Regions from separate parts of the Anas platyrhynchos genome. Here region 2 is linked to region 1. The links are chromatin contacts, called in public Hi-C maps. All regions are on one chromosome and are shown on one strand. Each heading gives the region's core, a stretch centred on a gene start, on an enhancer-like site or on the middle of the called end of the contact. The rest is flanking DNA. Distances are from core to core; before and after follow the strand shown. Region 1 overlaps ACVR2A (activin A receptor type 2A). Region 2 overlaps LOC101798800 (a long non-coding RNA gene).

Evidence for each region. A called contact is a pair of places that touch in the nucleus more often than the background predicts.
Region 2: a contact with region 1 is called in a Hi-C map of subcutaneous adipose tissue, with 3 times the contacts expected there. The contact joins two enhancer-like sites. A contact is called at or near these places in 5 of 8 Hi-C or Micro-C datasets (F1 follicle, liver, skeletal muscle and 1 more).

The regions. Positions count from the first base shown.
Region 1 is chr7:3,112,282-3,117,467 of IASCAAS_PekinDuck_T2T, forward strand. ACVR2A (activin A receptor type 2A) reads right to left here. Exons shown (of 12, transcript XM_021275966.4): 5 at 2,113-2,136. Among named protein-coding and RNA genes, the nearest start is that of ORC4, 35 kb to the left of the region's middle. Within about 2 kb of position 2,505, at least 1 of the 8 cell types and tissues checked has an H3K27ac peak or open chromatin away from gene starts, as enhancers often do. A contact at or near this core is called in subcutaneous adipose tissue, where this site is marked.
Region 2 is chr7:3,344,976-3,350,161 of IASCAAS_PekinDuck_T2T, forward strand. The region is part of intron 2 of LOC101798800 (a long non-coding RNA gene); the gene reads left to right. Among named protein-coding and RNA genes, the nearest start is that of ACVR2A, 190 kb to the left of the region's middle. Within about 2 kb of position 2,601, at least 3 of the 8 cell types and tissues checked have an H3K27ac peak or open chromatin away from gene starts, as enhancers often do. A contact at or near this core is called in subcutaneous adipose tissue, where this site is marked.

The DNA of each region.
Region 1 (5,186 bases), core at 1,255-3,754:
GGTGTATCAGCCTGCCTCAGCTGTCCAAATGCAGCCCCTCTCCTGCTGCCCAGCCTTCCCCGGCCCTTTCTCCCTCGGACTGACTCTGCTTGCTGCACGGTGAATCAAGGTACGATGCTACGTTGTCAGAAAGCTTTTTCACCCCCCTTCTAATCACATTATTTTTCTAATAGTTTAGCAAATTGCATCTGCTTGCAGCAAGGTCCGCGTTAACAGAAAAAGCTCTGGAAGGCGGAGGGAAGCAGGACTCTCTCCTCACCCTGGGCAGGTGGCATGGTGAGCACCGCTGCACAGATCCTCTGCCAGATAAAAACAGCCAACAGCACCTGAACCGATGGCCTCAGGATGCAGAACAGGTCACTACGCTTTCTTCTTCCCGTAGCTCAAAGCCTCTGGCCATTAAAACCATCAGTTCAGGTTGGAAGGTGATCTCGGAACCATGCACACCTCGCTGTGCTGTGCCACGCTGTAGTTTTCAAAGGTTAAACTACTTTTTGGTTCCCATTTTTAGAGCTGGGAGTTGCAGGCAGCTGTAGATCACATGCCAATTTATTTATAAAAAGGAAAAAAATAACGCTTAAAGTTTAAGAATGGTATCTTAAGAATGGTATCTTCCCTCCATGACTCAAGAATGGTTGTGGAGCTTCACTGTGAAGCCACACTTCCCTTAAGGATGTGCCAAACGGGACAGGTTGTCTGAAGACTGCCCCACCACAGGCCATCAGTGCTTGAGTTCTTCCCCAGCCATTTCTCTCACACGGCAGTTGAATCAGATGATTTATCCTCTATAAAGGGACCGATTATCCAAATGGGGTCATATATAATCACGTTTCTCTTTCCTGACTCCAAAATAAAGCTTCCAGAGCCCATGCAATTCTCTTTCTTAAATTTTGCTTTGTTTCCCCTTGGTTACATTTATACTACAGCTATTTTTTTGTTAATATGGTCAACAGGTTCCCCTTTAAAGATCATTCTCCTCCCTTTCAAGCTTGGGCTTGGTTTATTTTCAATCAGATGATGGGTGAAGTCGGGACAAGAATAAAAGGAGTCAGACTTTGTAAATTCTGTAATTTAGTCTAAAATTGACTATAACACGTATCCAAATTTCAACCTTTAATTCCCCAGCATCGTTTTGTTTTCTCTTAATAGTGACAATTCTTCTCTTGTTTGCCCCACGAATTCCCCTGTATTTTGCAGTGCATATATGACATACTCCCCTAATTAATATGAAACAAGGTAATTGCTTGTAGCCAGAATACTCCTTCCCTAACAGAAATCAAGTCACTTGAAGCAAGACAGCAGTGGGAATAGAAGGGCCTCTGACAACTCTTTCCAGGTGCAAGATGCTCAGAATATTGCCATAGCAGCATTCTGTTTTCTTCTAAATTACAGTTACAAAGCATCCTGGCTATCAGAGAACAACATGAGACTGACAGAGAGACAACAAAAACTGTACATTCATACCGCAACTCAAATCTCAACTTCTTCAATATTTATGTAAAAAGTCTACCGGTAACGACCACAGTTCCTGAATAAACAGTTCAGTTACTTGTAGTTTCACGTGAAGAATCAGTGATCTAATACATGTAAAAACCACTCCTGGCCAGTACGAAGATCACAGTAGTCTTAAGATGTAGAAGAGCTTTTCTCTCCAGGGAGTGTTTCTCAGACTGGAGGGACCCGAGCAGGACATGCTGCTGCCTTCGGGGCCATCGCCTACATGGGAACGTCAGCCCCAGCCCCTGCTCTCTGTGCTGCTCCCATGGCCCCAAACTGAGACCCCAGCAAGTGCTGTGCCAGCAGGGCCCTGCCCCTGCCCCTGCGATGCAGCACACGGGTGGGAGTGACACAGGCTGCTCTGAGCTCGTCTGTAGCTGAAGAGCCACAAACCAGCGATGCCCGGAGGATTTCTTCATCAAACCCTGCAGACACAACTCCACAGCCTGAGAAATTGTAGGCAACTTTAAGAAAAGGCTAAAGCTGCGTTTTTAAACCCCGCATGCTCACGAATTTCTGGTCCACATTACTGGAAGAACGGAATTGATACCAAAACAACTTCTTACAAGTCCACAGAAAGTTCCATAACCATGAACAAACATCAATGCATCTTACCTCAATCATTATATGAAAGGCGTGCTTGTAGAGAGGGGAAAAAACACAGGCAAAAGAAATTACTATTTAGATCAAGAATGGGATGAAAAAACAGCTTATAAGAAAAGAGACCAAATAAATTGCTTGCGGATCAACAACCAAAATAGTCATGGGGATAGCAATACCTTCCGTGCTAATAACAGATCATTTAAAATGAATAAAAAATCATTGATATGTTAGCAAAGAAAAATGGGCGAAAATAAAGATTTCAATACAGACCATTAGCTGAATCGATCATTGATAATTAAAAATTGACTCATCCATTACAGGTGCCTGAACAGTCCCATCAGTACAGAGCAGTACATGAACGCATGCAGGGTGTTACACGGACACAAGCTATGCAGAGGCATCTCGATGTGCTCACCGCTGTACAGCAGAGGGCAGCGTTGCATTTTTTAAGTTAAGACTGTGCTGGATTTAGTAACTAGCTGTGGAAAATGAAAACTTTTAAGCGTCTGAGTTGCAACTAAACATCACAAACGAATAGGTCTTCATATACCGGATCTTCAGTGCCCAATTTCATCAATAAATCTGGCAGGCTTGAGCTGTAACTAGAACAAGTGAACACTACCCAGCATGTATAGATTACAGTATTTAGGACTATTGCACCCAAATCATGAGTTTACAGACTGTCGGATAAAATGTTACCCAAATCTACGTCCCAGATCACAGCTACTGAAACTTAGCACACATTTCAGTGAGACGAGCCTGTCCGTGCTGCTTCAAAGTGGAGCAGCTCAGGCACCTGCACTGCTTCTCCTGTACCTGTGCCTCAGCCTTGTCTTCTCTAATTCCATCAGGTAGTTGGTGCAGCAGCAGGAAATGCAGGCGGTTGAAGCATTCAGCTGCCACGTAACAGAGCAATCATCCCTTTCCTCACCCTTTGTCTTTACATCCTTAGGATTCGCCAGCGCAGAGCCAGCAGCCTTCTCTCTGCGCTTGAGAACCGTCTAGCACACACTTAGCATTATCTGAATAATTAATAATAGAAAGGCTGAAGTAGTTCTTGAAGGCTAGGCTGGTTGCAGTCGGATTTACAGCTTGCTGTCTGAGCGCTGAGCAGACTCCCTGGCGGCCAGGGCCACTGGGATGGGGTCAGCACCCAGCCCAAGGCTCTGGGGCAGAGTGGCAGCGCTCGTACGGCCTGCAAGCACCTTTGGAAGGGGAAACAAATCATAGAAAACCCTAAACCTTGAACTAATTTCCATTCTTGGTGGTTCCAGGACAATAACAGCCATCCTGTGAGTACTTTAAAACCCCTACAAGTAAGGCAGCAGCACAAACCCCACAGCCCACGAGCACAGAAGTTCCTCCTGCAAAGCCTCCCGTGTTCCTTCGCCTGGAAGAGCAGCCAAGCAAAACAGAAACGCTGCTCAACCCGGGAGCCTGGCAGGGAATGGCTGCTGAGCAGAGCGATCGGTACATCCCTGCCTGCCCACAGCTACTGGGGCAGCAGCAGAACAAACAGGAACTGTTAAAGGAACTTAAAACCACTGAAACAGTTGTTCAGCAAACTTTGTTCCTAGGGCTGTAAAAGAAAATGTGTTAGAGAGAATGATTTTGCAGGTCTGTTTGCTATTAATATTCTCTGTTTACTAAGAATTCAGTAAATTCATTAAAAATAAGTAAAAAATAAATACAGACTTCTTGTTCCTGGTGGGATAATGGGAAACTCTGAGGAGTTGGGGTCCTGCTCACCACTCTTAATGGGATCAGCTCCCCCCCAGCTCTAATACACCAGGCACACATAATATTTTCCAAAAAGAGATGTATGCACATCATAGACCTTTGATTTTAAGGTCACTGCCTCTCCTTTCAGCCCTACAAACCGCCATCCCAGGCCTTTCATTAGAAATGCAAGGATCAACAGTTTAAGCAGTGTCTGCCTATTAAGGAAAGCAAATATATTTACTTCAGGGATCAACACAACTCTTTTATAAAAGTTGGGAGTAATTCAAAACCCCACAACATAGCCATCACCTAACGCAAACAGATGTAAACACACTAACTTACTGTTTATGCTGCCTGAAAACTACTTCTAAAGGTTTTATCTGGGGTTAGGGAAATTGCCGCGGAATTTGTAACCGCCTAGGACAAAAAAATACTGTCAGTGTGACCCCTTCCTAAATCTGGGCTATCCAGAAAACCCATTCTGAACTTTAAATGTGTCACAGATCTTCATAAAGATGGTGCTCAAAATTATTGTATTTCAAAGGTATTGCATCGATTCATTTGCTTGTTCCTAACCAGTGCCTAAAACATGATACCTTCATGTTCGTTCACAGTCCCTTGATTTCTTCAGAGAATGTGAAGTAAAATGCATTATTTTTGCACACCTTGTGAAGGGTGCGAATCTCCTACTAGTGATGTAAAAATTACCTGGAAGATGTCAGCCTCACACATTCAGGAGAGCGTATCTGAGGTTACGCAAACTGGACTTTATTAGGGAAAATGGTTAAAAAGCTCCTGAAGGTTGAGTACTTGGCCACAAACCCACAGAAATCAGCACTCCAGCCCTCCGTGCCTGTTCCTAGCACAAAGAGCATCGCCTCTGAGGAGCCATACCAGAGCTGGGCACCACGGCACAAGGACCAAAGGATGGCACCAGCTTTTCCCCTGCGTCATTCCAGCTGCTGACTGGAATCGATGCTAGGAGAAATTCTTATTAGCCCTGCGGATATAAATGCATCATTACAGAACGTGAAGTCATGCACGCTTCCAGCGGTCCAAATTTAGAGCTCATTCAGTTTTTCCTTTTTAACACGAACCTTGCCACTCATTGTATGCTAATGATTCATTAACCACTGGTACATACCCAACCCTAACTCCTTCCGAGCTGGCCACAAGCCCCAACTCAGTCTTCACCTATCTTCCAAGAAAAATTTCTTCCTACTTCCAATCTCTAGCCACAAAATTATCCATTAGTAACTACTTCTTCCATGATTTTTTTGGAAAACAAATCATTCACGTTACACACACACTTACCAAAAGCCTCGACACAGGCTTAGTGGCCTACACCAGATGTAGGAAGTCAA
Region 2 (5,186 bases), core at 1,351-3,850, 230 kb after region 1:
ACTGCATTAAAAACCTAAAAAATAGAAAAGCCACTTACTCCGCTTGCCGAATTTAAGTGGCGATGCTCGGTTTGTTAACTTTTGTTAAACCAAGGGTCTTTTCTGTGTTATCGGAGGACGCCAGTTGATAAGGGGAAGGGTGTTAGCTGTGAGGCATTGCACACTTCGCAGCCTCCCGGGCCGAGCCCACGCTTCTTGCTGAAATCCACGGCTCGCCGGGAGCCTCCTGCTTCTTGGAAGCAGGGTCAGGAGTTGCTCTGGGGCTTCGGCGGCTCCTCCAGCTGCTCGAGCACAATTCCAGGCAGCGCTGGCTGACAGGGACTTATTGACCGCAGCTGCCACTGGACTCAGCCAGCAGAAATGCAAAATATCTACAAAAATCTGCAGCAAACAGGACAGTCCCGGGCCCCTTGTGCTGGCCGCCGCAGCGTGATTAGGTCCCCTCGCTTTTGGGGCGCTGCTTCTCCATCCATCTGAGACCCAAGCATGAAAAGCCACTTGATTGAGGATATTTTGATGAAACTTTCAGGTTCTGTGGGCTAAACACGTGTGCTGTACGATGCAATTAGTGGTGCTCTGTCTTACCCCCTCAGCACATCGCGAAACGTCCATCGCGTTGCCGCGATTGAAATTCTGTGCTGAGACGTTCGCAGACAAATGGAAAAAGAGCGTGCTCACCCAGATGGATAAAAAGGCCTCTGGTAATGACAGACAAAGTGTATTACAGGACAGGAATGTCATGCATGATCAGGTATTTCAGCTAGAGCATTTAGTTTTTTTTTTTTTTTATATTTTATTTTTTTAATTTTCCCTTCAACTCTTTTGGGAAGGTGGGTTCAGCAGCTCAAGAAAAGAGATGCCAGAGTTTCTGACAAGTTAATTAAGCTTTCACTTCTGAGTATTATATGTATAGTGAAGAAAAGAAACTTAATTGTCTTTGCAGAGCCTGACAAAAACCAAGAAAAATGCCTGCATATTTTCTCAGTTTTGTCTCTATTTTTGATACTTATTCAGTGTGAGCATTATACTTTCATGGGTTTAATTAAAAGCAAAGTTTTGGAAGCCTCTCAAATGTTAGTTTTGGTACATAGATGTATGCATTTAAAGAAATATTTATGTGAAATCTAAAGCCTGAAAGGAATGAGAGAGGCTTTAAAACAGATCAGCTGCCTCCCTTTATATCTTTTGTCCGGCTGCCCTCCACCTCGTGATATTTAGGATAACTTCTGAAGAGGTGAGGAAGCTGCTTGGTCCTCTTGGAGGGATTTATGAACCGTGAGTGCTCATATAAGTGCTAGGAGCATCTCTGCCTTTGGTAACCCCAATATTCAACTTCATGTTTTGACGTATTCATTTTTTATTCCTTCCATGCAGTACATAAGCAAATCAGAGGTTTCTAAACAGCTTCTTAGCAGTTAGAGGAGGAACTTTTGGTTTTGAAAGGAGCGCTTACTAATAAAATGGGGTTGGACTGTGGCTCCCAAGTGGCAGGGTGGCTGTGGGAGTCAGGGGTTGTCCAAAGGGTTAGACAAAATTTGAGTGAGGAATTAATTTGTGGCTCTGATGTGGGTGTGAGGGCTTGCTGGGGAAGTCCCTGCGCTGGCTGCTGCCCACGGCTGGCAGGACACACGAGGAGGGGATTGCTGTGCTCTTACACTGTGCGAATGGGTTGAACCTGTCATCATGCTGCTTGAGGATCTCCCAACATTTGCAACAAAAGTATTGAAAATTCTTCTTTGGAAGATGGAATTGAAACGCCATGACATACGTACAGGTCACTGCAAGATGGAGGAATGCTGGTGGCTGATGGATTGGTTAAGGGAGAAAAAAAGAATAACAAAATGGGAGCCCCGGGTTAGACAGAAGGGTCACAGGCTATCCCAAGCAGGACGCAATTATTTAATTAATGACCTCAGTTAGTGGCTATCACAGGGCAGCTTCCATGAATGTAATGTTAAAGAGAAACTATGAACATTTATAAATGTATCCGGAGAGATCATTTTACGGAAAGGGACTGTCTGCAGGTGTTTGAAGGGGGGAAGAAATGAACTATTATTTTTCCATGCAAAATCAGGATTTTTTCCTGATTGCTAGCAAGATCTTCCTTATGTACAAAGTATTTACCCTGCTCTGCACTTGAAGAGTTTTTCCTGGAAACCCCTGTTGGAGCTGGTACATTAAATAGTATTTCCATCTCTGACTCAAAACTTACTGGAAATCCAGTTATCAACCTTGGAGAGAGATAGAGATCTAGGGCATGATGAGCAGAAATTTGGCTGAGCCCTGGAGAAGCAGAGGCTCACTTAAAGGAGCGTGTGTGTGTGTCAGCGGAGATGCTTGAGGCGGGAGGAAGAGCTGACTATTTATTTATTTAATTACTCACCTTTGCCAAGCCTAGAAATCAGCGAGATTGTTAAACTGAATCCCAAAACATGCTATTTTTTTTTTCCTTTTTTTTTTTTTTTTTTTTCCCTTTCAATTTTTTTTTCTTCTTTAATTGCTAGAATAAAATATTTATCGAGCAGCTCCAGCCGTGGCAGGCTGCCTGGGCAGCACAGGAGACCTTGCTTCTCTTGCCTGCAATCTCCTGGTTCAGGCACCACCTAACGGCATCGCTGCAAAATGCAGAGCAGCTGCCAGTTGTGCTGCTGCGGCCAGAAGAAAGCTGCAGAACTTAATAGATCAAATACCAGTCCAAAAATGTAATAGCCGGAGGGAGCTGGCCTTCGTTTTTATAGTATAATACAGCCCCAAATGCCCAGGATATTATGATTTCACCGTGAAAATGCATTATACTACAAAGTCACCATTCATAGCAGCAGACTCGGGGCTTGGCTCAAATGATCCTGCCTAATAGAAACGGGGAAGCCTTAACTGTTTAAAACTTCTACATAGCATTTGAAGGAAAGCACTGCACTTTTTATTTCTCCTCTTTTTTTTTTTTTTTTTCTTTTTTTTTCTTTTTCTAACGTTTTTAGCGAGAGGGAGTGCAGAGCAGGAGCATTGCTCCGCTTGGCTTCGCTGCTTCTTGAGCGAGCTTTTTGCATCATTAAAGCATATCAGATGTGCTACTCCCATGCTACAGGCACAGCTACAGATAATTTGATAAGGCGAACACGCATAACTCAGGCTTGTATCAATAATTAATTTTTTTTAATACTGAGATTCTGGGGAGCCTGGGAACCTTGCTTTCCCAATAGCCCATCAGAGCGGCTGTCTAGCAGCCAAGGCTTCTAGTAAAACAAGTAGGCAAATGACCCGGCAGGAACAAGTCCTATCAGATTGATACGTTCTCCCGAATCATTTTGATTTCAGCACATCAGCATTTTTGAACAAAAGAGCATTTCATCAGAAACTCCTGGAACAGCTTTAGTTCTGACCTCGCTAACAGCTCGTCATGCTTCCCAAATGCCATTTCTTTACTCTCCTCTCACTTTTCCATCCTCCCCTCTGCCTCTCTGGTGCTTTTTGCTTGCTTCGTTTCTGTTTGAGAGCACGGTCTTGCTGCTGCCAGATCTCATCGTGTTGGTCAGAGCCTCAGCATATATGGGATTCTTCCCAAAGCCGCAGCCCCTGAGTGCGTCAGGCTCTCTGGAACGAAAAAAGACATGTCCAGTCCTCGTCGGCTTGCGAGCAAATCCGAAAATACCAAAACTGGACATTACAAAGCATTGTTTTAAACTAGCTCATGCTTCTGGAGTTAGAGAAAGAGCTAGCTGTGGATTTGAAGTGTCTGAGGCTGGCACACAGACCTGTGCTCTCTTCTTTGTTGGTTTTCATATTGCCTAAAAACTCTGGTGTTTAAATGGAGAAGGTGTAGGTGGCGTAGAGCTCTTACGTGATACGTAAGGACTGCCCTGGTGCATCTCAAGAGAATCACGGGGCAGAATCTGCTGGGTTTGAATATTTCTTTGCTTTTTCTCTCTGCCTCCCCTTGTGCATGTTGAAACGGACTCATTTCTAATCTTATCATCTCTTCAGAAATTAAAGATCAATGGTGCTGCAGGTATTTGCTGTCTCTGAAATCTGCATGTGCTTCCAGTTATATCTCATTAGGAGGGGTATCGTAGCCTCAGATTAACCTTTGTTCTCCACAATTCTGCTATTGTGCAATCTTTATTACTATGAATCAGAGATGCTGGACCATGAACTCGAAATTATATGTATTTAAAAAGAAAAAAAAAAAAAAGGTAAGTAATTAATTCCAGATGACAGTGAGTTTCCTGAGGAGACAGGGTGTGGGGACAGCTTGTCCATCCCCCACTTCTTTGTGCAATTCCCTGCCTGAGTTATGGGCCAGCTGAGAAGTACAAGAAAGGAGGCTTTTTAAGAGGAAATCATAATCTCTCTGTCTCAAATCACACTCAAATTAAATGCACGAAGAGCAGGGAGCGGAACCTGTTTTGTTACCCTGACGAAGGAAGCCCAGCATTGCACACCTTGTTTGCTGGGAAGTTTTACAAGGTGCTGCTGCGCTGGCACAAATCCGGAGCCTGCTCCTGGGCTTCTCCAGGGATGTAAGGGGATTAAATGAGATGGTTATTTTATCTAACATGTGCTGCAGCTCTGTCTGTACTGTAAAATGGAGGCTGTCTCAGTTCCAGGCCTCAGAGCAGCTGCTCCCGTTGCGAGGCACGAACGGCTCCGGCCGCAGCAGGAGCCCTGCAGCACCTCTGGTGTGCGGCTGGAGGACACCAGCACCCACCCGGGGTCAGGCCAAAACATACAATGTTTGCTGAGGTTTCCAGCCTTCCAGCAGAAGTGGGTGGTGAGAGCGGTTGCTCCGGGCTGTGGCCTGAATTCAGCCCTGATCCCGCACCTGAAGCATGGTCAGATGCTGAAATCCTGCCGTGGGGTGCAGTGCACGCAGACCAGCTGATGGCCAGGAAACTGCCAGCTTTGGGTTCAGATCTTAGTTACTTTTTATAAAGCACCATTTCCCTTTTTAAAAGTTTCTAAGCGTACATATACTTTAAAAGGTATCCAAAACAAAGCTGCTGAGGTTCCAAATGCAGCAGCTGGAGCCTTCCAGAAGAAAAGCACATTTGTCAGTCCGTGATTTTCCCTACATATTTATAAAAAGTAGAAACCAATCACTGTTAACACCTAATTACAAATGAGTTTTTAAATGAATGTAACAGGCATTATATTTTTCCAGTGCAGCTGAAAACTTTGTAAACTGCCCT